2 separate regions of the Cricetulus griseus genome follow, and region 1 is linked to region 2. Evidence: chromatin contacts called from public Hi-C data. All regions are on one chromosome and are shown on one strand. Each heading gives the region's core, a stretch centred on a gene start, on an enhancer-like site or on the middle of the called end of the contact. The rest is flanking DNA. Distances are from core to core; before and after follow the strand shown.

Evidence for each region. A called contact is a pair of places that touch in the nucleus more often than the background predicts.
Region 1: a contact with region 2 is called in a Hi-C map of the CHK-Q cell line, with 2.1 times the contacts expected there. The contact joins the enhancer-like site here to the promoter of Dusp5 in region 2.

Annotation. Positions count from the first base shown.
Region 1 is chr3:8,081,036-8,086,122 of CriGri-PICRH-1.0, reverse strand. No RefSeq gene overlaps it. Among named protein-coding and RNA genes, the nearest start is that of Dusp5, 50 kb to the right of the region's middle. Within about 2 kb of position 3,777, at least 1 of the 6 cell types and tissues checked has open chromatin away from gene starts, as enhancers often do.
Region 2 is chr3:8,031,853-8,037,339 of CriGri-PICRH-1.0, reverse strand. Dusp5 (dual specificity protein phosphatase 5) reads left to right here and starts at 3,837. Exons shown (of 4, transcript XM_027407024.2): 1 at 3,837-4,363. The coding sequence starts at 3,985.

The sequences.
Region 1 (5,087 bases), core at 2,528-5,027, 49 kb before region 2:
CCCTTGGTACAGTTGAGGAGAATTGAAATGGTAGGGGCTTTAAAAGAAGAACCAATTGGAAAACTGAAGGGAAGGCCTGGTCATTCCAGAGCCAAGGACATGATTCCTTGAGTTCCAAATAGCCAAGTAGACCCTTTCACAAACAGATGTAAAACAAAAGTGTGGTCTTCTCTCCAAGGGATGGTTTCCACTACACAACTGCGCTGTCGTTGGGCAAGGTTAATGGCTCGTCAGATCCACAATGTGGGTATAGCAGCCTGGGGGCAGCCGGACAAGAGTGTGGCTTCTGTCTGTTCTTGTGAGAGTATGTGTGTGGAGGAAGGCGCACACGTCCGCACACACCGCCACAGAGACTTTCAAGAGTGGCTCCTCTACTTCCACTGTTAGTTCTGAGGACTGAACTCAGGACACCAGGCTTGCAGGCTTACCCGCTGGGCCATCTTACTAGCCCCGTAGGCCCTTGTTTCACTTCTGCCCTGGGCCCAACAGACTGGATGAAACAAAAAATGAACCACCCAGGCTGAATAAACTTCTGTGTCTCATGAAACCCAATTGTTGTCTGGCCTTTCAAGAAAGCAAGAGAACAAGAAAGCCAGATTCTTCCGATGGCTGGCTGGCATGGTCCAGAAGCCCTTGCTACTGTAACCTTTTCACCCTTTAATCTTTACAAAATGTAGCCAGATGCCAACCATCCAGTTCTCTATTGTTCTGTCCTCCCGCCCCAGCCCTACAAGGAAGGTATCTTGCAGATGAGCAATGTGGTCTTTGTTTCTGCTTCTTCAGCCATGCTATCTACGAGCCCAGTCTGCCAGTTTGTGGAATCAAGTGTCACCTGATTCTAGAATCACAAAGACAAGCCAGTCAAGATCTTTAAAGTTGCTGTCATCTAGTCCTTTGAAGTTGGGCTATAAGTCCAGCTCTGAGGTGCGAAGGGCTGTCCCTGGCCTCACTATGTCATATTCCCTCAGACAGGGGCTGAAGTGTCCTCTAAGACAGCATCAAGAGCTCAGCACACTAAGAAACTTGTTATGTAAGGGCAAGGTGTATGCTGGTGAGCTCACCAGGAAACATTTCTGGCAGAGGAGTGTCACGCTGTCGGAGGGACAGGTAGTCCAGGCCCCGAGGCTTGCTCATTCCTAAGGGGGTGGTTTTTCTAGAGAGGCTCAGGGTTTGCTGGCAAGGGAGAGAGTCCAGTTCCTTCCTCCTACACAAATTCCTTCCTTGGGAGCTCTGGATTCAACTTAGGCCTTGTGGGGAGAGAGGACAATGCCTGGGTGTTGAGTAGCAACAGAGTCAGAGGAGGCCCAGGGCTCTGTTCTGATGTGTGGGTGGGTGTTTGGTTGTCCCAGGTCTGAAGGAGCACTCCCAGTCTTGAGAACTTCTAGGATGATAGTAGAGGCAAAGCATACATTTGGATTGGAAATGCCCGAGGTCCTCTGGAGGCGCCCCTGTTTCTGGAGCCAAGGGAACCTGAGCTCTTCCAGTCATAGTATCTCCCTTAATCATCTCCACTCTGGAGAAGAGGCTGGGATGGGTTGGACAAGACACACACAGGGTCGGCACTGTGAGGATGGACAGGAACCAGAATCTGTCCACTGGGCTCTTTCAGGTGGTGAAGCAGACACCTCGGAGTGTCTTGAAGCCCTGGAAGGAGTTCCCTTGCCTCTTCACGCAATTCAAATGCAGATACCTCTGGGAATTGAAACCCCTCATACATACCCAGGGCGTGTATCTTCTGCAATGTCCCTATGCCATGCAGCCATGGCACTGGGATCTCCAGGCAGTGTGCCTTATGGTCACAGGGTCCCAGCACCCACCTACCCCCATTCTGATTTTTCCACCCTGGAGCTCACTGATGCTTTCCATCTCTCTTCTTGTTCTTGTCTTCACAGCAACCTGGGGCAGATACTGGAGAGAATCAATGGCCCACATTTTAAAAATTAACAAACTAAGCCAGAGAAGTAGAGCGACTCACTGTGCTGTCTCCGGGTCTAGTCATTGCCTAACTTAATGCAAGTGCGCACGCATGCACACAGACACAGACACAGACACAGACACACAGACACACAGATACACACACACACACACACACACACACACACACGCACACACGCACGCACGCACGCACGCACGCACGCACGCACGCACGCGCACACACACACGCGCATCATCCATAAAGACAGGTCAGCCTTCTTGTTTCGCAATTGGATTTTTCTGGCCATTTTCCAATGCCCACTGAGCAAACCTTTCATGTGTCCCCAAACACACCCTACACTGTAACCACATGAGACCACCTGCTGTTCCTATCACACTTCAGTGACTTCCCTCAAGCTGTATCCTCTGGTATGTGTTCTTATCCCTTCTCAGAAATGTCAAAATTGGACTTAACCCACCTGAGTCCAGCTCAAAGGCTGTCATCTTCTGGGGTCCAGCACTTCGGTACCTTTTCTCTGCACCTGCTGGGGGCTTTGCTTTTATCTTTCCTGATGCTTCCAGTCCATTCTGCCCCAAGCTAGTCAGTCTCCTCAGGGTCTAGGAGCATTTTCAGAAACCCAAACCAGGATGTCAACTTAGTCACTTTCTCCTATGACTTTGGGGAGCAACTTGACTTTTCCTGGCTGTAAAACTGGGGTGGCACCTCTTTTACCAGACTGAGTGAGGACTGTGCCTCAGGTCCACACTGGGAGAATAATGAAGAAATGTTTGTGAGAGGAGCTGTTTGGGACCAGGTGTGGTTGAGTCCACTGAGCCCGGAAACTCAGTGCTCCTCATTTTACCTCCTCCCCAAATGCCTAATACCCACCCAGAGAAATTGGATTGTTGGGGGAGTGTGTGTGTGTGTGTGTGTGTGTGTGCATCCCTGCTTGTCTGAAACTTGTGTTCTGCCTTTGCCTTCAGAGGTGGAGATTATAGGTGTATACCACCATGCCCAGCTTGCTGTTGAGCTTAAAGGCAGCTAAGCCTTGGAGTCATAGGTAACCTGTTGCATCAGATCCCCTTGATCAGCTTGCAGAAATGCACCTTGCTGAGCCCCACCCTACACCTTCTGAATCAGATTTCCATCCATGAGGCCAAGGAAGTTGCATTTAAAAATTAGATATATATATATATTGGATTTTATGTGTGTGAGTATTTTGCCTGCATGTGTGTATGTACATGCCTGGTGTCTTAGGAGCTCAGAGGAACTGGCATGAGATTCCCTGGAACTGGAGTTACAAGTGGTTGCTAGTAGATGAATTCTGGTCCTTTGCAAAAATAAGTGCTTGTAATCGCTGGACCAGCCCAGGAACTACCGTCTCCTCCTCCTCCTCCTCCTCCTCCTCCTCCTCCTCCTCCTCTTCCTCCTCCTTCTCTTCTTCCTCCTCCTCCTCCTTGTTTTGAGGCAGAGTTTCTCTGTGTAACAGGCTGTCCTGGAACTCATTTTGTAGATCATGCTGGCCTCAAACTCACAGGGATCCACCTTTGCCTCCTGAGTGCTGGGATTAAAGGCGTGTGCCACTACAGCCCAGCGGAATCTTCATTTTTAAACAAGTCTGGAAGGAGGGAGCTGAGGCAACAGCTCTAGTCACACTGGGCAGCAGGAAACACAGAAAGCAACTGAGATGGGAACAGGAGAACCGTGCCTTCGTCTTTGTTCGAGTGTGATGGAGGTGAACGTGGAGAGTAACAACACCAATAAAGAGTTCTGCTTCCGCTCCTCTCCCTGCTTCTCTTAGAGCCTTGGCCCAAGAGTGGATATAGAGCCAATCAGTAACCAGACTGGTTTCCGGATTCACTCCTGGCTCTGTCTCCAGCCAGTGATACTCAGCAAATATTTGTTGAACCAACTGAACTCCCAAGTGGCCAGCTCTGACCGAAGACCCAGAATCCAGCCTGCTGCCCTAGATTCCAACACCTGCTTTTCCTCTGGGCCTGGGTGTGGCCACACAGAACCAATCAGATTGCTTAACTTTTTTGGGGGGGGGAGCAGGAAGAATGTACAGACCAGGGGGTTATGTTATGAAGAAAGAAAGCTGGGGACAGGAGTAAAAATCTCAGGGACACTTCTCTCTCAGCAACACAGCTGGATGTCAGCCGTCAAGGGTTCACTGTACTGAGAGCAGACCATGTTTTTCTGAGCTCTGTCACGGTATCTGAACCCCAGCCTCACCTAGCAGAAAACTTCAGTTTGAAAGGTGCATGCTCAGGCCACCCAGCCTCCGAGCAATGGAGTTCAGATTTCAGGGTGACAGCATTTGCTTGAAGCAGCAGAATGGTTCCGTTGCATGGCTGTAGCTGAAAAATCGCCGGGTTGGCCCCATTTTTCTTCTCCTTTTGCCTCCTAATGTTTGCAGCCTGATGATCCCAGAAATTTGATCTTAAGAATCACAGCTAATAATTAGTGAGAGCCTACACATCTGGCAATGAAAGCCCCTGGCTACTGGGGACAACAGACTAGGAAACAAGTAATTATAAGACACGGCCTGGGAGTGCCTGGGAACAACCCCCACCCCAGACCCTGGGGGTCAGCAGGAAGGGGAAGAGGCCTCTGGAGACACGGAGTCTGAATGGAAGGTGGATGGACAGAGGGAAGAGTGGGAGTGAGCCGGGGAGGCTTTAGATAAAAGGAAGAAAGAAGTCCTCACACAGGGCAGGGGAAGTGAACACAGAGGCCATCCCTAACCAAAAGCTATTGGCAACTGACACCTGCCAGGAAAGGGAAAATCTGTTTTCTCCAGTGGAGTGTCACTGGGTATATCAACCCTACACCAGGGCAGGCCCCATGCCCAGGAGTCACAAATAAAGACTCCATATTTTTGCACACTTTTTGTTTTGATCTTGTTATTTTTTGTCTTCTGGGCCTACTTGTTTTTAGTTTGTTTTCCTTGTTGTTTGGGGGAGAGAGAGAGAAGGGATGAAGTTGGGTCGGTAGGGAGGTAGGGAATACCTAGAAAGGTTTGGGAGAAGGGAAAGAAATGTGATCAAAATATATTCTTTGAAACAAATAAAAGAAAAGCAAACAAGAACTAGTTTTATTTGTGGAAGGGGTGAAAAAGCTTAAGACTACCTGCCACTGAAGGGGGTTCACATGAAAGACCCTCATGACG
Region 2 (5,487 bases), core at 2,588-5,087:
TGTTGACGAAGGCCTTCCAAGTGCAAGACACCGATGAGCAAAGCATGAGTATCAAACAAAGGTTGGGAAGCCTCTGGAAATACGAGCTCAGTGGGAAGAGGGGAGAAACTAACAAATGAGACAAGACCCTGCCTTGCGGCTTCATCATAGTAAATTCTGCTTTTGCCTTCAGTCCGCCCTCACCCCATGACAAATCAGCAGGCATGTCTCTCCTGTCTGAGACACTTCTTCACCTTCCACTGAGACTGTGGCTGTGGAGTGGATCTTCCCCACCTTGCCTTCTTCCCAGTGTCTCAGACTCTGATTCCTGTTGCCGCCCACTGGCTCTCTGGGTGCCCCCAAAGGGCGGGCTGCTCCATGTCTCTCTGCACGCCATGAATTCCGTTCCACCGGCACTGCCTGGTGCGCACCATTCGAGGGACACTCAGCCATCAGATAGGCCCTGAGTGCGGCAGGAGTGTTAACACCCTGTGTCAGGCTGGGGGAGGGAGAGCTGAGCTGTGGCTGCATCTGTGTGGAGGGGAAGGATCCTTGTACAGGGACGGAGGAGAAAAGACGGCTCCATGGCATCTGGATTTGTTGTTTATGTGAGACAGGGTCTCACTATGTAGACTCCCAGCCTCCTATCTGCCTCTGCTTCCCAAGCACTAGGATTAAAGGTGTGCACCACCACCCCCAGTGGAATTTGGGTTTTTATCTGTCTGCCATGGAAGGTTTTGAGGCAGAGCAGGTGGGCTCTCTGTTCAAATTCATTCTTAAAACCAGACTAGAGATAATCCCAGCACTTGGGAGTCAGAGGCAGGTGGATCTCTGAGTTCAAAGCCAGCCTGGTCTACAGGCTCCAAAGCAATACAGAGAAACCCTGGCTTAAAAAAAAAAAAAAAAAAAAAAAAAAAAAAAAAAAAAACACCAAAAATCTGTCCAGAGGATAAGAGCTCCAAAAGGCTTAGAAAGTGGGACACAGAATGCTAGTCCTGTGAGGGCTGGGGAGGGCAGTAGTGACCCAGCTCTGCACAGCATCAGCCTTGTCATTTATGGGATTCAACTGCAAAACAAAAACATGGGGTTCCTGTACAAATCTTAAATATTCCAAAATGACAGCACAGGATGAAAACTCTGGGGCAAGCTTTTAGATGCAAGGTTGTGTGGGGCAACAAGCGATGCTAGTGAAGCCAGCCCCAGTGGATAAGATCTAAATGTCTTAATTATTTTTAAATTTTAAGAATGGGACAAGTTTTCATTGAATACAGTACAAGAAGGCAAATGGGCTGGGCAGTACGAAGAGCAACACCTGCAGCTTAAGGCCAGGGGGCAACGGTGACAGGATGTCTTCTTACACTAGGATGTGCAGCCTCGGGGCATGTAATTCACTCCACTGGAGGGAGGGTAGTTCAGACTGGCTGATGTGAACTCTAGGACCTTAGTGTGAGCCACTATGAATTTAACTTCCAGCTGAGCAATCTCTGCTGTGCAAATCAGAGCATTAATGAGTGAGGGTCGAAGGGCTCTAGACTGCAGCTCTGTGGTGACATTCCAGCCTGGCCTGGTCTTTATCACAATCTTCAGGGCAGCCTACAGCTTTGTGGGGAGAAAGTGCACCCAAGATATGTATTCATGGGCTGAGGAGATGGTGGGTGAAGAAGGCTCAGATCCTGAGTTTGATCTCTAGGTTCTACATGGTGGAAGGAAAGGTTCTCTTACACACACACATACAAACCAAGGAAGGCAAGAAATAGAAGAGCAATAAAATACAAACAAAACCATGTAGTTACAGAAGCCAATATTGGTAATCCAGGAAAGCTGCAAATAGCTTGGTTTTTCCCTCCCTATCAGGAAGTGGGTAAAAATGAAAGGAATGGAACTGACCAAGCAGATGATAAGTGAGACCCTGCCTCAACAACAAAAATGATAATAATAAATACAATTAACAAACCATACAGTAAACAACGTAACCAAAAATCAGGGAAAGGAAATGAACCAAAGAGAAGAAAAAAAACAGGGCTCATGCCATCCCTGGGGAGACAAGGACAGGCAGGGAGTTTGCCATGTGCACTACAAGACTTTCTCCTTGTCCGAGAAAGCACAGAAGCCTCGTGTCTTAATACTGAGCTTGTCCCTGAGCTGAGCTTCTGCAGTCATCATTGGCGCACCTCCAGCACATAGTATGCTGGGTTGTTTGGGTTTTTTTTTTTTGTTTCTTTGGTTGTTCTATTGTTTCCTTAACATCACGTGTTTTCTTTTCATTCTTGGAAGTTTGTCCTAGCTCTCATCTCAGAGAAACTTCCTCTAGCTTCCACCCCACCATGGAGTGAATCCTGCGTACAGTGGTGTTCCATACACCTCACAGAGTCTAGCCCCTGTGTCTTCGCTGGAATGAAATGCCTAGGGGGTGGAGACCGATGGTTACTCAGACAGAACCCTCCTGATGAAGAGCCGGTTATGGGGAAGCTGCAGCAGATAACCCCAGACAACAAAACCCACCTATGGCATCAGGGGGACCGCAGTCAGGGCTAGGCCGGCATCTTTTGTTTACTTATTTTGTTTTTTTAGACAGGTCTATGGCCTTGGTTTCTCAGCTCTTCCCCCACCCCACGCCTGCTGGGATCACAGGCCAGTCACTGTGTACTCAGGACTTTTGACTGAACACTGCTATCTATGGTCCTGATGCAATGCCAGCTATTACTGTTGTTGGGGTCGATTGATTTGATCTCGGAAATTGATTTCTGCTTTCTCTTAAAAATCCCACCCCCTTATGTCTGTTGTAAATAAACTTCCCTCTAATGGACAGATGTTTTTTTCACCAAAAGATTAACAGTAAAATGGTTCGTTGGCAATGGGTTTGGAGGCAGAGACGCGTTTGCAGCTCACGTGTCCTGGTGGCTAGCAGAGCCCTCAATAAATACTTGCAGAGGGGACAAATCACACCTAGCTTTCCGGGAATGGAGGCAGCCAGCATGAAACTCGGGAGAGAATGGCGGGGGTAGACAGCCTGGGATTACACTGATCCACCATAATCCTGCCCAAATCCAGAAGCCACCTGGACAAGTTTAGTGGACTGAGCCCCTCTGTTGGATCCATGTGGACCCTGCTGCTAATGAGTTCAAGACAGGCGTCCCGGAACAACAGAACAGCTCCTAAATTGGTGTATTGTACTTGCTTATTTGTTTTTTGAAACGGTCTCATTAGCTCTGGCGCTATACCGTTCTTATCTACGGAGAGAAACACAAGCGGGGCCGTCCATCCTTCTGAGGCAGAATCCGTTTGATTCTGCTGTCTCTCCCGTCTCACCCACTTCCAACTTCCCCCTTTGGGTTGTGTGTTTACTTTCAGAAACTTTTTATTAAGGAAAATCAGGACACAGCAAAAGTGGAGAGAGAGGACGTGCTAGAAGCCTCCAGCATTAAGATCCCCAAGCCATGCACCGCCTCGGGTCATCTCAGACGCTGCCTCCTGACTCCCGGAATCCGAATCCATTCGGGATGCACCCGGGGGAGGCCCCCGGGTACCACGGGGCGGCCCGGGGTCGGGCTCGAACCGGGTTTGCTTCCTCCTCTTCCCGCACAGCGTGGGTCACCTCGGCCCACCGGGTGATGTGTGAGTGAGACTCTCCGCGCCGGGCCCCCGAGAGAGGCAGCGGCAGGCGCCCGCCACTTCCTCTTTCTCGCTCTGACTAAGCCTGCATCCCGCTCGCGGGGCGGAGGCGGGTGCCCGCAGCCCCGCCCAGGGGCGTGGCCGGCGCCGAGGGGGCGGGGAAACACCCATATTTGGCCTTATATGGGCAGTCACGTCACAGGACGCGCACTCATTCACATAAAACGCTGCGCTGCCGGCGGAATCCCCGGCTTTCTGGGGCGGCGAGTGGCGGGGCCGGGGCACCGAGCCTCGCGGGCCGGGGAGAGCGTCGCGCCGACCCTCGCGCCGGGCTCCCTTCGCCAGGCCACAGCCCCGCACGCCGGCCTTGGGCCGCTGGGTGGCGGCGGCGGCATGAAGGTCACGTCGCTCGACGGGCGCCAGCTGCGCAAAATGCTCCGCAAGGAGGCCGAGGCGCGCTGCGTGGTGCTCGACTGCCGGCCCTACCTGGCCTTCGCCGCGTCGAGCGTGCGCGGCTCGCTCAACGTCAACCTCAACTCGGTGGTGCTGCGGCGGGCCCGGGGCGGCGCGGTGTCGGCGCGCTACGTGCTGCCCGACGAGGCGGCGCGCGCCCGGCTGCTGCAGGAGGGCGGCGGCGGCGTGGCGGCCGTGGTCGTGCTGGACCAGGGCAGCCGCCACTGGCAGAAGCTGCGCGAGGAGAGCGCCGCGCGCGTCGTGCTCACTTCGCTGCTGGCCTGCCTGCCCGCCGGCCCGCGGGTCTACTTCCTTAAAGGTGAGCTCGCCCGGGAGCCGCGGGCCCCCTGCCACCCGCCCCGCTCCCCCGGCACCCTGCGCCGGGGACACCGCGGTCCCCAGGCTCCCCTCGCCGCGCGGCGCAGGGAGAAAGTCGCAACTCGAGGGAGTGTGCACCCCGGGGTTTCGCGTGCGCCTGGGAGGTCCTTGCAAGCGTCAGCGTCCGGGGCTTCCTGCTCCCCACCCAGGCGCCTTTCCTCGAAAGCGTCTGGCAACCTGTCCGTCCTGCGGGCCGGGTGGGCTGGGAAGGTGCTGCGGGCGGTGTTCCTTAGCAGTTCCGGGGGCCGAGGGCTCGTGCTGGGCCCTGGCGCCGCTTGCAGACTACGGGGGTCCGAGTCTTTCTTAACAAGATCTGGCGCGATCGAACAAGTCGAGACCCTCCCCCGGGCCAGTGGCGCCGCGGTGTCCCCTTTCTTCCCGCCTAGACAATTACCGTGCGTTAGGCTGTGTCTTGGTGGGCCTCTTGCCTTTTTGACCCGGGCAAGTCCCTCCCCTTCCTCTCGCTTTATTGCTTTTTATTGTTTTCCTGCAGCCTCCTTCTCCCATCCTTGGCCTTTCTCGAGCTTAAAGCTTAATTTGGAGCTGACAGCTTTCCCGTCCCTTTCCCGGTCCCTTCCCCAGCAGGGGATTGTCCCCGGGACTGACTGCCTCAGTTAGAGACTTGCCAGCTGGCCAGCCCAGTTAGGAGAGGTGCCGCAGGGGCAGTGAGATATGCAGGAGATTCTGTGGCCTTTGGTTTTAGGCCTTCAAGGGCGGCCTCCGGGCCCAACCATTTCACCTGCTGGGGAGATAACTTTGGCTTCCGGTTGTGGGTGGGTGATTTACTCTCAAACCCCACATCCCCACATCATTGATTTCTGGGTCATTTCCTGTGACTGATCCTGCCGTCTAACCTCATAAGTGTGGGAGCCCTGGCCTGGGTGCAGAGGTGATTAGGGCCCCAGAGCCGGGTTGACAGAACACCTTGTGCAGGAACCCTAGTGTGGCTCAGAATTCAGATGCAGTGAATGGAAGACTCTTTCAAAGCCTTGCGACTTTGAATTTCACACACTGCAGGCCAGGAAGATTCCAGAGGCTGGTCAGTAGCTCCCTATCTGTTAACAC